Regions from separate parts of the Hordeum vulgare genome. Here region 1 is linked to region 2. Evidence: chromatin contacts called from public Hi-C data. All regions are on one chromosome and are shown on one strand. Each heading gives the region's core, a stretch centred on a gene start, on an enhancer-like site or on the middle of the called end of the contact. The rest is flanking DNA. Distances are from core to core; before and after follow the strand shown. Region 1 holds the start of LOC123401392. Region 2 has its middle 410 kb from the start of LOC123401392.

Region 1 (6,337 bases), core at 3,729-6,228, 410 kb after region 2:
GACCCTGTGTGACTTAAAGTGTCCCAACGGCTGTTTTTCTCTCCCCACTATAAATACCCCCTCCCACTTTGTGAGAGGGTCGCCCAACACAGCCTTATCCTCATAAGAACACACTTCTACCTCACACACATTTGCTCACACCAAATCTTAGATCCCAAGAGCATTTGTGAGCCCCTTTGAGAGTTGTTCCAATCAAAAGATAGATCGTCTCCCTCTCCTCCTCTCAACCCAAGCTATTTGAGATTTGAGCAAGTTTTGAGCATTCCCCGTGATCTTGTTACTCTTGGAGGTTGGAGACTCCTAGGCGGTAGGAGTTCTTCGGAGAGGAATCAATCCGTGTGATTACCCCCGGAAAAGTTTGTGAGGGTTTGGAAGCCACCTCAAAGGCTTACCACTAGTGTTTGAGAAACGCCTTCGTGGTGTTATCTCAAAGGGAGAATAGGGTGAGCCTTCGTGGCGTTGGTGTGCCTTCGTGGTAACACCCACCTCTCTAACGGTGACTAGCTTCCCTCCAAGGAAGTGAACATCGGGATACATCTTCGTCTCAGTGACCTTGGTTATCCTTAACCCTAACTCCTTACTTGTGGTTTACTTGTGTTACTTGAGCATACATACATTGCATATTGTTTGTGCTCATTATATTGTGTTGGCTATTTCTTGTACAAGATTAATCATTCAAGCATACCTTCTATATCCACACGTTCATACTTGCAGCTTTTGATATATCGTGTGATATAGTGTGATCTAGTATCTTGTGTTGTTCATCTACTTGTCGTGTGATATAGCTCAAGTAAGTTTGTGTAACTTGTGCCTGTTAGTAACTGTATTGTGTCCATCTTGGTAGATCGTGTTGTTGATACACGTTGTAGTGCCTAGTGCATCTAGGATTTGTGCTTGACAAGTACTCTCTTAGTTTATTTCCGCATTAGTTTCAAGCCAAATCCGAAGAAGTTTTTAAATAGCCTATTCACCCCCCCCTCTAGACGTCATCGAGGTCTTTTCAACACCATAGACATACACACTCTCACCTCCTCATATTTGCTAGCCTCTTCGGTATCGTGCATTGCCAATTCTCACCTCGAGGATCGGTGTAACTTTCGCCGGTGCATCCAAACCTCGTGACATGACACGCTCTATTGCACATAAGTCTTCTTATATTTTCCTCAAAACAATCACCGTACCTACCTATCATGACATTTTCATAGCCATTCCGAGATATATTGCCATGTAAATTCCATTGTCACTTCACATGACTAGTTTGTTCATCATCATAATGCTTTGCATGATCATATAGAGCTGACACAGTAGTTGTGGCAAAACCAGCGTTCATCATATTTTTGATACATGTCAAGCTAGATCTTTGCACATCCTGGTACAGTGCCCAGTGGTGGACCTAGCCCACTTGGTCAGGGTGGGCCAACACTAATATTGTACATATACATTTATTTATTTATTATTATTTTCTTAGCCTTACTTCTGCGATATAGATACTATTTTAAAATCTCAGGATAGGCCAGCACTAATATTGTACATATACATTTATTTATTTACCATTATTTTCTTAGCCTTTCTTCTGTGATATATAACCTATTTTCAAATCTCAGGATGGTCCATGGCCCACCCTGGCCACCCTCTACCTCCGCCACTCACAGTGCTAGAGGCGTTCATACAGAGTCATTCAGTCCTCTCAATTTTCATATCGAGTTGTAAGTAAATAAAAGTGTGATGATCACCATTATTAGAGCATTCTCCGAGTGAGGAAATAAAAATGTGGGAGGCTAAATAAGCCCACCATAAAAAATGAACGATAGAAAAAGAGAGAAGAGACTTTGCTACTATCCTTTACCACACTTGTGCCTCGAAGTGGCACCTTGTTCTTCATATAGAGAGTCTCATGTTATATCATTCATATGCTTGTGGGAATCACTTTTAATAAACTTGGCTTGTATATTCCGATGACGGGCTTTCTCAAATTCCTGAGGTCTTCATGAGCAAGCAAGTTGGATGCACACCTCACTTAGCTTCAGTTGAGCTTTCATACACTTATAGCTCTAGCGCATCATTTGCATGGCAATCCCTACTCCTTGCATCGATATCTATCGACGAGCATCTCCATAGACCGTTATTACGCATAGTTGACGTGAGACTATATTCTCCACCTTTCACCCCTTTGATACCTACCACCATATTCTATTCTACCTATATCCTATGTCCAATGGTTCACGCTCGTGTATTGCGTGAAAAATAAAAAAGTTGATGCACATTGAAAAATTACGATCCAATTGCCTAACTTGGGCACCGTGGTGCTTGATATTTGTACTAATGTGGTGAAGATGAAGCCATGCCTTGCTAATATAATAAGATGAATAGGGGCAAAACAATCTCGGAGGATCGTATACTTTAAAAGATTAATGATTTTGCTGCTTATACTTATAAGTATTGCTATGTTATTGTTTGTTAATTCACCGTTTCTCAATTAGCATACATGCATAAGGTTACATAATGGGTAGCATGTCACATAAAAAGTTATGTTTTTATCAGTTACCTACTCGAGGACGAGCGGAAATTATGCTTGGGGATGCTTGATACTTCTCCAACATATCTATATTTTTTGATTGTTCCATGCTGGTATATTATCATTCCAGAATACTTTTTGGGTATTTATTTACCAATTTATATTATTTCTGAGCACTAGCCTATTGATCCAGTGTCCAGTGCCAATTGTTGTTTTGTGCATGTTCTTCACTTTTCAGGTTTTCAATACCAAACAAAGTCCAATTGACCTAAAACTTTTTAAAGATTTTTTCTGGACCAAAAGAAGACCAACGAGCATCAGAAGAAGGTTGGAGGCCACCCGATGGCCCCACAAGCCAACACGAGGCGACCGGGGGGGGAGCGCCCTCATGGCTTGTGGGCCCCTCGAGGCCCTCCCGACTCTGTTTTCTGGTTTATGAATTCTCATATATCCTAAAAAACCCTAGAAGCAGCCTCGAAACACTTTTTACGGCGCCACAAGTCTCTGTTCCAACAGGAGGTCATCTGGAGCTCCGTTTTGGAACCTTGTCGGAGGGGGGATCGATCACGGACGACCTCTTCATCAACCTTGTTGCCTTCATGATGATGTGTGAGTAGTTCACCACAGACCTACGGGTCCATAACTAGTACATAGATGTCAATCTCTCCCTCTCTTGATCTTCAATACAATGATCATCGCATCTTCGCTTTGATCCATATGGTGTAATCCTTTTGTGTGGTGCGTTTGTTGGGATCCGATAAATTATGGGTTTATGTTTAGATTATTCATGATAAATATTTGAGTCTTCTCTCAATACTAATATGACTCTGATGTGCATGCCTATGATAGCTTCGTAATTCTCTCCGATCTATTAAAATAGTTTGGCAAACTAGATTGATATTTCTTCGACGAGAGAGGTGCGTTGTAGTAGGTTCAACCTGACGAATTTCTATATCCCATTCACAGAAGGGACAAGCCGCGTCTTTGTGTTGCTGCTACTAAGGATAACACAATGGGGTTTATTTATATTGCTTGAGTTTGATTTGTCTACATCAAGTCATCGTTCTCCATGCATTACTTTATTTTTCTTAATACTCTAGATGCATGATGGATAGCGGCCGATGAGTGGAGAATAGTAATAGGTGCACGCAGGAGTCGACTTGTTTGTTTATGAACGTGGTGCCTATATACACATGATCATTACCGTGAATATCGCATAACTATCCGCTTTTCTATCAATTGCCCAACAGTAATTTGTTTACCCATCGTATGTTGTTTTCATGAGAGATGCCATTAGGAAAAATAACGTCCCTCAGATTTATTCACATATATTTACAAAACCTTCAATACCTTGTTGCTATTTACTTGTTTTTATTTTATTTTGCAATTTACAATTATCTAGACACCTCACTTGCTTGCAAATAACGAGACCAAGGGGATTGACAACCCTCTTAACCGCGTTGGGTTTAAGTTGGTTGTTTTCTTTTGTGTGCAACCGTTGAAGACGGTTGTGGTTGATATTTTTATTGATTCGATATAAACCTTGATTTCATAACTGAGGAAAAAAAATTACTCACATTATACTGCAATTACCCGTTCCTTTTTACGAAATTCAACGTAGATTACAAGTATGAGCTGGTTTCATTAAACTAACATAACCATCAGAGCTACGCTCAATTATCAAACATTCTTTAGTCTTTTTCCGATTTAAACATTCTTTAGTTTGGAAATATTAGAATATGCGATGGTCTAGTTGAAAATTTCAAGGCACCAATTTTTACATCATCTGCTACAGCAGAAAAATCTTAGATGATCTAAAGCCTTCCCTTTTCTGCCCATAGCATTTTTTTGCTGCCCTAATGCAGTTTCGCGAGTCTTTCAAAGCTGCCACGTACCTCCAAATGAAAATGACGTTTAGGCCATCATAAATGAATAACCCAAGATTTTTTTTCTTTCATGTAACTGAATGAGATGTCCAACAACTAAACATGTGTAGAAACTCTACTCGCACACGGATCGTGGTGTAGTGCCAGTTGGATCTCCGAGCAGTCAGCGGCTGTTTTTTTAATGCGCCGGAAACATCGATGGGGCACACATGGAGGCATGATGGACGACGCGTGCGGTGCGGAAAGCCTCCAAATCCCAGTCCGGCGCCCGTAGATCGGAGCAGGTGACCGGCTGCTTGCCGTGCGTGTTTGACTCGCTCGTGCCCCCGAACCCAAGGCAGACGAGCATTCCCCTGCCTCTTTGCCAAGCCACCGAAAGAAAGATGCAAAACTTTGCTTCCCGATCGCTGAGGAATTGGGTGCTTTCGTGGTGTGGTTGTAGTCGATCCGAACCGTCGGTTTCCCAGGCCCGGACGAACGCGTAACGGGCATACGGCACGGTACGACTTCGTTCTACTGCTTGTGTGGTTGGACGCGTGCGTTCCATCCATCGTCCTCATTTCCCCACCCCACCCCACCCCACCTGGACGCCGAATCACCAAAAAGTAGTGCTGGGAGTTCTCGAGAGAGAGAGCCAGCAAGGAGGCAGCGCGGAGGCCAGGCCACCGTCGCGTGGCGTCCCACCACCACCCTCCCTATCGGATCCCGCTGCGCGCAGATCCGCGAGCCCCGGCAATGGCTTCCACGCCGGCGGACGGAGCAGGCGAGCCGGTCGAGGCCAAGGGCAAGGGGAAGGAGGAGGGGGAGAAGAAGAAGGCGGGAGGAGGGGTGCTGGGGAGGATGTGGCGCGGGATCTTCGGCGGCCGCGAGGACTACGAGAAGCGCCTGCAGTACCTGTCCAAGGAGGAGGCCGCCGTGCACGCGCGGATGCGCCGCCGGACCCAGTTCTCCCGCCGCACCGTCCGCAACATCATCGTCCTCTCCGTCCTCGCCGAGGTCGCCAAATCCCCTAACCATCCCGCTCTTTGTTCCTTCTCCAATTTACTACGCGTGTGGATGTCATATCTGAGATGATCATGGTCTGCTCTAGCGGCCGTGGGTGCGCCTAGGTTTGGATTCGCGGTGATTCCATTTGTTCACGCTCGGAGATTTGGCTGCCTCAATGTTTTCTCAGTCGAACTTTCGGAGTTTTTCTTTTTTCTTTCCGTGCTTCTGTGCGTGCGCGTACGCGGTCGTGTGCGAGGTTGTGAACATGCGATTGGGGTGTTATATTTTCCCCGGAGGTTAAAAGCGAACCAGCTTTGTTGGAACGAAGTAGACAGAGTGCTTTGAAAGTTCGGGATCATCCATGCTGATTAGACATGGCCAGTTGGCCACATGGGCGGATACACTGCGTTTCTGGTTCATAGATTCTAGAGTAGATCTTCTTACTGGGAAGAGATGCACAGATTTTCGCTATGATTGTTCTGTCAGATATTCATGTTCACAAGTCAATGCTGTTTGTGGATTCCTTTCCTTTTGGAGTTATTACTGTGTACGCCTGCCCAAAATGTTCAGTTGTGTGCTACTGTTTTCAAAGTAGAAATTGATGTATGTTGAATTATATGTTTAGATTGTCAATGCATAAGAAACCAATGTTGCGCAATTTGTGTATTTCCAGGAACAATATTTTATAATCTAGTTGCAGTTTGGTGTATTTGAGGTATCATTAGAACAACACTAAGTAGGATTGCCGAGAGGGTTTATTTTTTGAGTATCTGCCGAAAAGGAAACACTGGTTTCCTCTTATGCTGTGGTGAGAGTCTGTTTGGGGATTCACAGCTTGCCTCTGCGATCCTCTAGTTATGTGAATTGTTGAGTTCTGCACTTCTATGGGTTACATTTATATTAGACCAGTAATGGCTATTTTTGTACTAAGTATCCAGCAAGCAATCTG
Region 2 (6,814 bases), core at 326-2,825:
GCAAAGGGCAAACAAATAATTGAACAAATAATAAAATTCCACGAGAGTTCTCTTTTGGTTTCCTACAAAAAAATAACTGAACATCCTGGCTCTTCAATTTTGTTTGAAATTTCAAACCAGTTTTCACTAGAATTAATACCCCTTACATTCCAACTTAAAATATTCGAAGATTTATTCATTTAACCAGTAGAGGGATAAATACAAGGAGTTGCAGACAAAAGTATTTGTTTCGAAGTTTCAGCATACTACATAACCACTTAATCCATAAAGTCAATTGAGGATACAGAGAGGTTGATGCAGATATTACAAAAGTTTTACACTGCAACACATCCAGATAGCCCAGAGTGTCATGCAAAAGTTTTTTCCTAATGAAGTTTTCCATCTCGGGAAGAGGTATCACTAATCCTTCCATGCTGACTGCTTTGCTCCCTTTTTAACATTCTCCTTGAGAAGATTTTCAACATTGCAGATCTTGGGATCAACCTTGCACAGAGAGAAAGACAAATTTTTTATCTCTTGAACAGAGCAATCAGGAGGTTTAGAAGCGCTGGCCAAACAGTTTCCATCTTAGCAAGGCCTTTTTTATATCCTTTATTTAAATATTGCAATCTCTCACTCATTCTTACCCTAGACTCAACTATTGGAGCTTTGTCTTTTCTTTTTACGTTGATGTGATCAATATATTGAGAGAAGATGGTTTGTTCAGTTGTCTGCTCGTTGTCAAAACTATTCTTGAGAGGTGGAGTAGAAGAATCTTCATCTTCATTTGCTCTCACATGTGAGCAGACATGAGACATAGAAAAGGGCATGAATCAGGAACGAAAAAAGTTAAGCATTCCTCGTGCTGGCTTTCTTCTCTAATAATATGTAACAAGCCAAGTGCACCCCTTGCCTTATTTGTATTATATCTCATGTTGAACCTTCCAACTATGCCATATGTGGTTGAGTAATAATAAGTTTTGCTTCATGACATCTTGCATCATGGCATCATAATCATCATATCATTTTGTTCCATCATGTTGGTTGAAATGCTATGTGAGAATTTGTGTGTGAAGGGTGCTTGCAAGTGGTGAGTGGGTCCATTGCAACTCCTTTTCAAACCATGCAAACTCCCTTTCTTCAAAACTATGCCAAACCCCCTCTTATTTCATTTGAGTTATGTATGGTTTGCAACTTTCTCAATTCACTTATTAAAAATGTTCCATAGCTCCCATATATTCAGCAACTATTTTTAGACTACACTTGGTAATTTGTGGTTTGTTCCTTATGTGGTGGTTTTTGCAAAAGCAACCTCTTTTGCAATTATTTTCACCATCTATTTTCTTCTCCTAAAAATGCCCAACCATTTTTGTTAAATAGTGCTTATTTTTTGAGTACCGACATATTTTAGTTGCCTCTCAAGTCCTTAAAATCACTGGTATAATTTCCCTTTGCTACTGTTTTATAAATAAAGTGAAACCCTTTATTTCTTTTCTATGAGAGATTTCCTCTCTCCTGGGCCTTTTCTCTTTCTCCCTCGTGGCCCAGCAGCAACCAGCAGCCAGCAGCCGAGCCGCACTGCAGCCAGCGGCCCAGTGAAGCCCATCCTAGCGTGCAAACAGCCACCTGCCTCTCTCCCTGACACTGTCGCCTTCCTCCCGTGTCAGCGAGGGAGAGCGGCGCCGTGAGCGTGCACGGGCGCCAAGGACAACGTGAGTGCCCCCCTATTTTGCTGGCCCGTGTCCCTAGGGTTCCCCATCTTTCCCTCATGTCGCCACCACTCCTCCCTCGATCCTTCTTCTCGTCCTGATGGCATTCCCATGAGCAAAGAGCAAAGAGCGTACAGGTTCATAGAAGAAGCAGAGGAGTGCCGACTATCTCCATCATCGTCGATCGCCTCCAGTGGCTCCCCATTCGATGTCCACCATGTCCTGCAGCATGTCGGCGTCTTCGTCGACCCGTTCCCGGTGCTAGGAGGGGTGGATCACGTCCCCATCATTGGCCTCGATGTCGCCGCCCCGCCGCTCCTCCTGGTCCGGCTTGCTGTCACTGCGCTGCACCCAGCTTGCCGCCGTAGCCGCAGTAGCTATCATTCCCGAGCCGAGCGGAACCTTGTGCTTGAGCCCTCGCAGTAGGCCGCCTAGGTGCCTTGTAGCCATGGGGACGAGTTCCGCTCCTATTCCATAGCCCCCTCCGGTGGTTCCCCTCGCTAGAGAACATGCCACTGTTGCCGTCAGCGCAGTCACCGTCGCCTCTACCGCAGCAGAGGAGGAACCAACATATTGTTGGTTTAAAAGTGGCGAGTCTCCCTTGTAGACAAACACCCCCACCTAGCCTGCTGGTTGCGCCATGTGCCTCCACCCAAGCAGATGCAGGTTCAATCCCACCCCCCCTTGCGGCAAATAAATCCCATTTTATTCTCTGTTAATGGTAGATCTCATAGTGGGCCGTGAGACCACATGTAATCCCTAGAGGCCCCTAGTGACTATGCCACGTGGGGCCGACCATGCTTGATTTATTTTGTGATGTTTTTTCCTTTGTTGTTAGTTGCATTTTGATTCATTTCCAAATAGGCAAAGTGCCAGATCTGGCAATGGCCAAATTTGGAATATGCCAAAATTGGTATATAACTTATTGTAACTAGTATGTGAATTTTTTATTTTAGTTCTGTGTGTGATTTTCCTATAGAATCATACGAGTGTGATATATGAAATTGGGGTAGAATTTTCCGGTAAGTCCAATGGTGGCATTGTTTCTGTCATTTGAGCAAGTTTGCAAAAATGTTATTTTGTGATGAGGTGGCATTTTGTGATTTTTGTATGATTTAATTCTTGCATGATATTGTGAACTTGTCAACATGAAAGTGGTAGTGTTTTGTGGGCACTAGGCCCTGGTATTTTTCTTTGCCATGATAAGCTTGTAGTTTAGTTGGTTTCTTGCTGTAAGTTGCTAAGAAAATGTTGCCCTCTATCGCCCTGTTAAATTTCATGCCATGTAACATGTTGTAGAATAGTGTTTCGTTGTTGTCAACATGTCACCAGATTAAAAACTGCAAGTGCAAACTGAGATTTTCACTAAGTCCTAATATGTATTATTTCTTGCCATGTTGAGAGCTTGATTGCCATTACTTCATGAACCTATCAATGTTGTTGTTGGTTATGTATTGTTGTGCTACTTGATAGATCCATGTAAATGTCTTGGTTGAACCCATTGAGTAGATGTACCTACTAGTTTGCTCATGATCAAAGTGGTATATTGCTGTTAGTGGACAGATTGGTTGTTGCTTTGTTTTGTGCATTGTGTGAGTTCCACTTTGTTTTTTTTGCATCTATTTTAGGTCTATTGCACATAGAATTTTGTGCCGTGTCCATTGGCATACCTGGAATGCCAAGAAAATGCCCATAGCTCCCTCTCAAATGATGTTTAGTCATTGTTGCCTTTCGTATCTTGTTTTGTGATTTCCAAGAGATCCGTAGTTCCGTTTGCCACGTTTGTTATATGTTTTGCACTATTTTATCGTGATGCATCCATTTCTACCATGTTCATGCATGTCCAATTAAATAAACTTGAGGTTCTGTCTAGAATGCTACTAACTTAATAATGCATGAGAAACTTGACTAGTTAGCATTTCCATGCTCCTTTCGTACCCACACTCATGCATCATTTTGTTTGAAGCATTGCACATTGTCGTGTGTTCATTGGATGTGTATTTTCCTTGGGTAGCAACGGGAGCTGAGAACGATTGTAGTGATCACGCTGAGTACGTTCCTGAAGAGCAAGAGTTGTACCCGTTAGAGGAACCAACATGCAAGATAATTGTGACCTTGATAAAGTCTCTAATTTTGTTGTGCTTAGATGAATCATTTCCATCGCTATTTTATCGCTGCCTACCAGCTTAAAATAAGCCTCCAAACATTGCCATGAAATCCTCTAACCCCTCCACTACCTAGCAAATATTGTTTGGCTGACATACCGCTGCTCAACACTCTTATAGCATTGCTAGTTGCAGGTGCAGGTTGATCCATGTGTTTACATGGGCTTTCGAATATCATCTTACTACCGCTATTTAATTAAATGCACCTATATACTTGGTAAAGGCGGAATGCTTGGACTTTTGTTGGGTGTTTTATTCCGCTTTTGCCGCCTTAGTTCTGGCTACGGGTGTTATGTTCCTTATTGAGCGCTCCTAACACGCTTGGGGTTGTTATGGGGACTCCCTGACAATTCGCTTTGAGTTAAGGCTCTTCCAGCAAGGCCCAACATGGGTACTACATTTGCTAAACAACTCAATTAAATGCATAGGGAATAGCTACCTTGTGGACCTTAATCAACAACCCGGGCCAGTGCTCCTCATGAGTGTTGGTCCAAACCACACGATGTCCGGTGCCCCTTGGTCACCCGGGGTTTCAGCCAACCCGACGTCTTGCCCATTTGGTAGTGCCCTGAGAAAGAGATACCCGCAGCTCCTGTTGGGATCTAGCCTGAAGGGCTGTCTTGCTGGATTTGTCTTATTTTTAGCGAATGTCTTGTGCACTCGGACATCGGTGATACTTCGGGCTATCTCGAGTTTGAGGTTTTCTCTCCAGAGCAGCTTGTGGCAGTTTGTCATGGACTAGTTCGAGTACACCTGGAGGGATAAATCTTTCGGAAAGCCATGCCCGTGGTTATGTGGCAACGTGGAAACTTTGTTTAACATCTGGTTCAAGGCAACTTGAAGTAAATTTAACTAAAATATGCCAACTGTGCGCGTAACCGTGAATGTCTCTTTCTTGAGTTCCTTCTCTGACTGAGAACACGGTGGGGTTATGCGTGCTGAAGTAGGTGTTCAGGTTCACTTAGTGGTCAAAATTAGTTCACAACCGTCACGCATAGACCACCCACTTTACTTCATGTTGTCATAAGTTAGCCACCATATATGCTTAGTGCTGCTGCATCCTAAACACTAAAAATTCCATACCCGATAACTTGATTAGTTCTGGTATCATGGTCGCAAGATTGATGAGTCCTTGTGGCTCACAGATTACTACAACCCCACAAGTCCAGGTACAATAGATCCATAGGATTTTGATGCTACACACTTGTAGTGGCAGTTCGATGAAGGAAGTTTGCACATGTACGTGACGTACCCCGACGATTAGGGGCCCTTGGTCGTCTCCTGGGCATAGCGAGGCAAATCATTACAATCTTATCGTTTGTCTTGTCCGTAGTCGGACCCTGTCTTTTGGGATGGTTCGAAATAAATTGTTGAGTGAATTGTAACTTAACTTATGTTGAGCGTAAGCCATTCCATATAGTCATCTCTTCATGTATGTATTGCAAATATTCTTGTGCTTGAGAAATGCTAAGATGCGTATCTTTCCTAAGTAAGGCCTCGTCCCCAAATATGGAATGTGTGACATCTTGAACATTACATAATATGTCACATAGGGGACTGTACAAACCTTTTTGCCCAATCAAATTTATCAGGTGACAATAGCATGGCACAAATAAAGTCAATCCAATCAAGAGGTACCTAGGTGGCGGCTCATCCATCATTTCCTTCTGCAAAGTGTTCTTTCCATAGGATTAAGCCTTGCCAGCTTGTTTTATAGACATAGAACCTATATGTGAGACATGAGAAAAAAGCCTCAGTAAAGAACTTTCCTTTAATGGAAAAACCAGGAGGGGCACTTCAATCAGAAGAATTTGGAAATTTTTCTTCTTCATTATTTTCAAGGTTCAGACCTTAGCTAGGATGTTGCCTCTAAATCAATGTCATGGATTTACATTTCTTCATCTACCGATGTGCTGTGATTTTCTTTCTACTGGAAAAAAAGATTATAATCCTCCTAAGAAGCTAGCTGAATTACAAGATCCTCTCCTTCTGCTAAATTAGTGTCAAAAAGGTTTCCATCTACTTCAAAGTGGTTGAAGGATGACGCAGGAGGATCAATATGTATGGTTTCCATATGCCTAGCTGAGCTGCCTATAGGTATTACTATTTCAGTTATATCTGGTAGAGCAATATTTAAAACCTCTTCTAGTGCTGGTGGTTGATGAGCTGGTGGTAATAGGTTAAAGAAATCCATCACTCGTGCCTGCTGTTGGGGAGCAGGAGTTTGCATTGGAGGAAGTTTTTTGCATTGGATGCAAATCAAGCACTCCAAGTTGGTGGGCCTGAACATGCCCCAAAAAAATGTTGTGGCCAGGTAGGTCCAGTGGGCTTTGGGCCTGGACCATGCCATTCAAAATAACATTTCCCTCCATCTGGCCATTGTACTACTCCATAAGATCATCTTGTTCTATAGCATTATATCCCGCAAGAAGAGTGAGCTTACTGTGGAGCTCCATATTAGGTAGCTCTATTGGAACTGGTTGTTCTACTAGGGGCTGAAATAGATCTCCAAGCTCCATAAATTCTCATTCTTCTAATTCCTGATCCATGAGGTCATACTCTTGAGCAGGTATTACCCAATGCCCCATCCTGGAAGATCTTCCTCAAGTTCCTCATTAGCCTCCAGATCATTCTACACATGTTGGATTGGAACATTTGCATTGTCCATTTCATCTTGGGCCCGGTGTTGCTGAAGAGGTCCCACAAAGTGGTTGATCTGATTTGGGTAGAATAAAGGATTGGTTGGTTGTGTGGGTGGGGATTGCCATAAACTAGAATGGGGTCCCCATCACGTGCCCCAGTTGGGAGGAGTTCTTGATGTACAATTACCACTAACAGAGTCGAAGATTTAGAGTTGGGATCATCTCACTCTCCAACAACAAGACTAACACGTACATCTCTCATATCTTCCACTATGAGTTTAATCAGTACGGCATCTCTTGTGCTTCTTGCTCTGTCCCA

The links. Hi-C and Micro-C count contacts between places; a contact is called where the count stands out from the background.
Region 1: a contact with region 2 is called in a Hi-C map of leaf, with 4 times the contacts expected there. The contact joins the promoter of LOC123401392 here to the enhancer-like site in region 2. A contact is called at or near these places in 2 of 6 Hi-C or Micro-C datasets (leaf and seedling) and 1 of 1 datasets of contacts at active chromatin or transcription factors (embryo).

The regions. Positions count from the first base shown.
Region 1 is chr6H:382,587,690-382,594,026 of MorexV3_pseudomolecules_assembly, forward strand. It overlaps LOC123401392, which reads left to right and starts at 4,979. Exons shown (of 5, transcript XM_045095179.1): 1 at 4,979-5,397. The coding sequence starts at 5,137.
Region 2 is chr6H:382,180,211-382,187,024 of MorexV3_pseudomolecules_assembly, forward strand. No RefSeq gene overlaps it. Among protein-coding and RNA genes, the nearest start is that of LOC123401392, 410 kb to the right of the region's middle. Within about 2 kb of position 1,576, at least 3 of the 3 cell types and tissues checked have open chromatin away from gene starts, as enhancers often do. A contact at or near this core is called in leaf and seedling, where this site is marked.